2 separate regions of the Triticum aestivum genome follow, and region 2 is linked to region 1. Evidence: chromatin contacts called from public Hi-C data. All regions are on one chromosome and are shown on one strand. Each heading gives the region's core, a stretch centred on a gene start, on an enhancer-like site or on the middle of the called end of the contact. The rest is flanking DNA. Distances are from core to core; before and after follow the strand shown.

Region 1 (2,700 bases), core at 154-2,653:
TCATGCTTTTTTTAAAAGGAACACGAAGCTCCATGTAGTGAAGGCTTGATTACCTCCACGCTGTCGAAATTATCGCCGCGCAGGATCTCCGCGAGCCGCAGAAGGAGCTCCACCTCGCTGCCCGTGCCGATCTTGATTTCGAGGCAGACGTCGACGTCGCTGTGGGAAGTCCCGAAGGAATTGGCGCATGATCCGTAGAGATGCAGCTGGGCGTTGGGCCATTCTTTGCTCACTGACTTGGTTAGGGAGTCTATGAGCTGGCTCTGCTTGGACAGGTGCTCCTCTGATGGCTTGAGGGATTCGTAGATGGAGAGCAGGCCGGAGGCGAAGGTGCCGATGTCATGGCGGCATTCCATCCACCCTGTGTGTGTTCTGATCTGCAGGCGCCGTGATTGGTTCGAATGCGACATGGTGCTCTGCAGAGCGAAGAAAGGTGACCAGTTGAGCTAAAAAAGTTGATTTTGGGGGCAAATCAGATGTGATGGCAGTGTGCAATCGAATTCCATGAGCATTTGAAGAGAAGGATGATTTTTTTGGGGGTTTCCGCACCTCGCTTGACTGCTGGCCGCCGTCACTGTCATGGCGCTCTTGATCACCGGCGATGAGGAGAGAATCCTCCAATTCCTCCCCGAGACGCCGGCCGTCGCCGTCGTCCGGTTCCAGCTGCTCTTCCCCTTCGATGCTGCCTCCAGCCTCGTCTCCGCCTGCGTAGCCTCCGCCCACGCCCCCCTGGTCGTCCAAGTCGCTTCCGCCATTCGCACCCTTCCTCTCCACGGCAACCCACACCTTATTCTCTCTCCGCGCCGCCGCCGCCGCCGCCCGCCTGGCCCCGGCGCGGTCCTCGCCCCCGTTCGCCTTCACGGGGAGGCCCCCGCCCGCCCTCCGCCTATCGGGGCCCGCGCGGCCCCTGGTCCCGGCGAAATCCCCGACCCTCCGCCTCGCCTGGCCGCCCCGGCCGGCGGCGAAGCGGCCCGCATTGCGCGCGGCGCCGGCGGCCGGGTGGACGCGCCGCGCCGGAGGGACTGGGAAAGGGGGCGGCGGCTGCGGCTGCGGAGGGAGCCAGGCGGGGCGCGTGGGGGGCACGATGAAGAGGCGCTCGTCGGGGCTGGCGCCGGGGGGCGGGTCCGGCTGGGCGGGCGCGACGAGGCAGTGCGGCGGGGCGAGGCGGGCGGGAGCGGGGCGCTCGGGCTTGGGGGACGGGAGCAGGAAGCGGAGGAAGGCGGCGTCGGCGAGGGGCCTGGCGTCGCCGCCGGCCATGGCGCGCGGCGCGGCGAGGCGGCTGGGGTGGTGGTGGTTGTGGTGGTTCGCGATTCCCGAGAGCGAGCGAGCGAGCGAGGGAGGCGTGAGGTCGGTCGTGGAGTGTGTCAGTGCGGGAGCGCCTCGCCTCTTCGACGCAGCGTGGGTTGCCGGGTTGCGGGTCAACCCCCTCTCTATCGATGGAAACAGAACCATGTCTATATTTTTACCACAAGATGATAAGTGAAAACATAATGTAAAAAATAGTTTGCATATAGATATTTTTTCCCCAAGAAACACCGAGTACAATGTAGACATACACCATCACACACACACACACACATTCGTACAACGTATACTGGCGGTACCGTAGACCGAACTCACGGGGATCAATGTCGACGATCCTTTCGACGCATCTCACATCGATTCTGTCATTTTTGTGGCAATAATCATTTTTTTGGTGTTGTAATAATGATATAAATCCATCTTAATGAGACACACGTGGCGTCAAGCAGGGGCAGAGCGGGTGGGTGAAATGTAAGGCCCAGGGCCCCAGACCACTCCAAGATTTAAGCTTAGTTATACACACCGATATAGCAGTCGTGAAAAAGAAGTAAGAATAAGAGGGAAAAACCGAGCCTATATATGTCACATGATCTTGGTTGCCCTCTAGACGCGTTACTTTGTTACGCCTAGAGTTTGGCCCCTTATGAACCGTGGATACAATACCTTCGCTAGCCACCCAACAGCCCATTTGTTCTACGCTTTAAAGAGAAGTATGCTTTATGCATTAAGACACTCTATGTAGTTTCTCATATAGGAGTTTATATACATACATATATTAGTATTGACATTTCATCTCTTGGAAACACATACTTGTAGTAGAGGAAAATGCATAACCCATATGTCATGGTTTTCTCAGTGCAAGAAAATCAATACCCAAGTCCTTCCAAAAAACTATGGATGTGTAAGACAATAGGTTTGGGGGAACTGGCTCAACCCTCTAGGGGTGGCCTATCACATATATATAATGAAGGGGTACAACGTTACATCATACGTACACATATACAGAAGCTATACAGTCTAACACCCTCCCTCAATCTTAGCCACTTCCCAAAGAATCTAGAAGGGTAAGATTGCGCCGACAATTCTCAAACTGTGGTAGAGGTAACGGCTTGGTGAAGATGTTCGCAAGTTGATCTTTGGAAGAGATGAACTTGATCTGTAGTTGCTTCTGAGATACCCGTTCCCGTATAAAATGATAGTCCACTTCGATGTGTTTCGTTCGGACATGAAATACCGGATTAGCAGACAGGTATTGAAAGTGTTAGTTATCGACTAGAGGGGGGGGGGTGAATAGGCGATTTTTATCAAAGTCTTCAAAACGTGGAAGTTTCGAAGACAAACAATAGAAATAACCTAATTGATATGCAGCGGAAGATAAACTACAACAAGCAAGCCATA
Region 2 (2,700 bases), core at 134-2,633, 710 kb after region 1:
TAGCAAAGTAGCCATTCGCCGCCGCCCGCCACTGCCATTTGCAGTAGCACCATTATTGTAGAAAAATTGTTGCGGGAAACTAGGCTTGAGGAGATGGCCACGCCGGTGCTCCCCCGGGACGGTAGATGCGGATCGTGGTCTTGTTCCAGATGCATCGGCGGAGGCACTTGCGCAAGACAAGATATATATATATATATATATATATATACATATATATATATATATATATATATATATATATGGACAAATGTTTCCTACAAGCAGTGGTAGTTACCGTCGAAACCGAAAGTATGTATGTGTAGTATGTAGTATATAACAATGATTAGGTAGTATATATACTAACTTTTAGGTAGTATGTACCATTTTTTGAGTATGCTCTTTTTTACATACAAATATGTACGTACTTCATAAATATAACAAAAACTATGGGCTCATATGCAATTTTTTCATGTAACTTGCTTTGAAATAGCTTAGATATAGTATATGAACATATTTTAAAATAATAAATTAGTATATATAATATCATATGGTAGTATATGAGACATGTGGGGTAACTACCACCGGGTGGTAGGATGGATTTTCCCTATATATATATATAGATATATATATAGAGAGAGAGAGAGAGGAGGGGCATGTCCGATGGATGGAGGCTTCGCACATCAGCATGCCTACCGGCGACGAGGCGTGGGTTGGGGATGGGTCGGAGGGGATGAATTGGATGAAGACCAGGGAAGAAGAAAAAGTGGCGCACGAGATGGACGAGGAGATAAGGTTGAGAAAGAGGAGGGGATAAGCTTGGTGTACTCACAGTGCCACGTGTAGCGCAAACAAGGTGGTGGACACGGACTGTGTTTTCAACCGGTTGAACCATAGTATTTCCCCCTTTTGTAATGTGTTTTGACAAAAAAAACCTGCTACCCTTTATAATGTTGCTCCCACATTGATCAAATTCTAAATCCTGCACTGCATGTAAGACAAGTAGAAAACCCCGTGAGGCCTAACCTGTTTTTAGAAATCTTAACGAATCATGGTGTAGGAATGCAAACCATAGAGAATTGCATGGTATTCGTTCGACTTTCCCCAATAAATAAATCCTTGAATTGGTTTTTACATAATTACTTTAAATCCAAAGATCACCTCTACAATGAAAAAAAGAGAGGCAAGGCCAAGTAGTAGTAGTATGATTTAGGAAGAATGCAAAAGCAAAGATGGAGATGAAAAGTGTGTCAACCTTAGGAGATCCTCAACCGTTGGCCCCCTGAGCGAGCGGTCTAGATGTACCACCGTGATAACTTCTGCAAAGCACCTTATAAAACAACGATTTCGTGGTTGGGTAAGAATTTCCGTCAAAGCAAAGGGTGCAAACCACAAAAGTTTAGGGTTTCTTCAGAGACATCCACGCTGCGGACTCCCCCCCCCCCCCCCCCCCCAACCTTCATCCACACCCACCACCCCGTGAAGAATCCGGCGGCGGACGGCGGACGGCGAGCGGCGAGCGGCGAGAGGCAGCGGAGCAGGTCAGCGCGGCTTCCTTGGTCTCTCGTTCTCTCTTGGCTTAAGAAAGGTTGGTGGATTGACGCGTCTCTTTGGTTCGTGTCGCATCGATCTCGGCAGAGTCAGTCAGAGCAGGGCGGCGGATTCGAGCTTTCCGAGGAGGGAGATGGCAGGCATGGGCGATATGCAGATGAGGCCGCGGCCGGGCCCGCCGATGCACCGCGGCCCGCCTCCCATGGCGCGGCCCCGCCCCCAACCCATCGACCGCGAGAAGGTCAGCCAGGCCTCCGCAACCCTAACGATTTTACATGTTATACTAGCTAGTGTGCAGACATATACTAGTGTCCACATCAGCAGCGCTATTCTTAGTAGGTTTGCTAGGTTTTGAAATTAGAGGATTGCGAGGACTGATCGATTGAATTCTTCTTGTGCAGACCTGCCCTCTCCTGCTCCGGGTTTTCACCAAGGTAAGGCCCAATGATCTCTTTTCTTCTACTCTTTCTTGTTCCTTTTAGACTTTTAGTGCACCTACAGCGCATTATGATATCCTCAATTCGCTTGGATCGTGCAATATTTGATTGGATCTTCTGGTGCATGGGTGGTCGGTGGTGAAGTAATCTGAAACGTATGGTCCTGTCTGAATGATGCTACCAAAACACGACCCATTACCATTGTGCTCACGTTGTTGCATTTTTTAAGGATGTATAAGCTCTGTTCCCGGATGGTGCTGTGTAGATCAGTTCGCCCGTATGGCACCTGTAGTTGAGCAGCACTTGACTAGGAGGTGTTTAACTAGCATGACTCGGTAATACAGCAGAGGATCCCAAAACTTGTTTGTCAGAATGTTGGTTTGTTTGATAGGCCTTACAGTTTTAATTTCAACATGAAACCTGGCTAATCAGGGGCCAAAAGGCGTGTAAACATAGCTAGACCCATTTATCCGTAATTGAACATATAAATCACACATTTTGGATGTCGTAATTATTAAATCTTGACAAAATTTTGTGAAGGCCATCAGCAGTTCAGCGCTAACCTATTTATCATGGCTGACATACATGCAGTTTGCAGATTCCATTATTTTCGAGCATTCTAAGTCACTACATGTCATACAATTTTTCAACCTGACAATTTATACACCACATATGTTCATTGCTCAAGGGGTATCTGTTGGTGTTGGAACTGTGAGCTCAATTTAAGGGGAAGTAC

The links. Hi-C and Micro-C count contacts between places; a contact is called where the count stands out from the background.
Region 2: a contact with region 1 is called in a Hi-C map of leaf, with 6 times the contacts expected there. The contact joins the promoter of LOC123135857 here to the promoter of LOC123135854 in region 1. A contact is called at or near these places in 2 of 5 Hi-C or Micro-C datasets (both in leaf).

Annotation. Positions count from the first base shown.
Region 1 is chr6B:70,680,557-70,683,256 of IWGSC CS RefSeq v2.1, forward strand. LOC123135854 (UTP:RNA uridylyltransferase 1) reads right to left here and starts at 1,404. Exons shown (of 6, transcript XM_044555085.1): 1 at 550-1,404; 2 at 54-416. The coding sequence starts at 1,257.
Region 2 is chr6B:71,394,139-71,396,838 of IWGSC CS RefSeq v2.1, forward strand. It overlaps LOC123135857 (histone deacetylase complex subunit SAP18), which reads left to right and starts at 1,384. Exons shown (of 7, transcript XM_044555087.1): 1 at 1,384-1,517; 2 at 1,615-1,768; 3 at 1,929-1,961. The coding sequence starts at 1,661.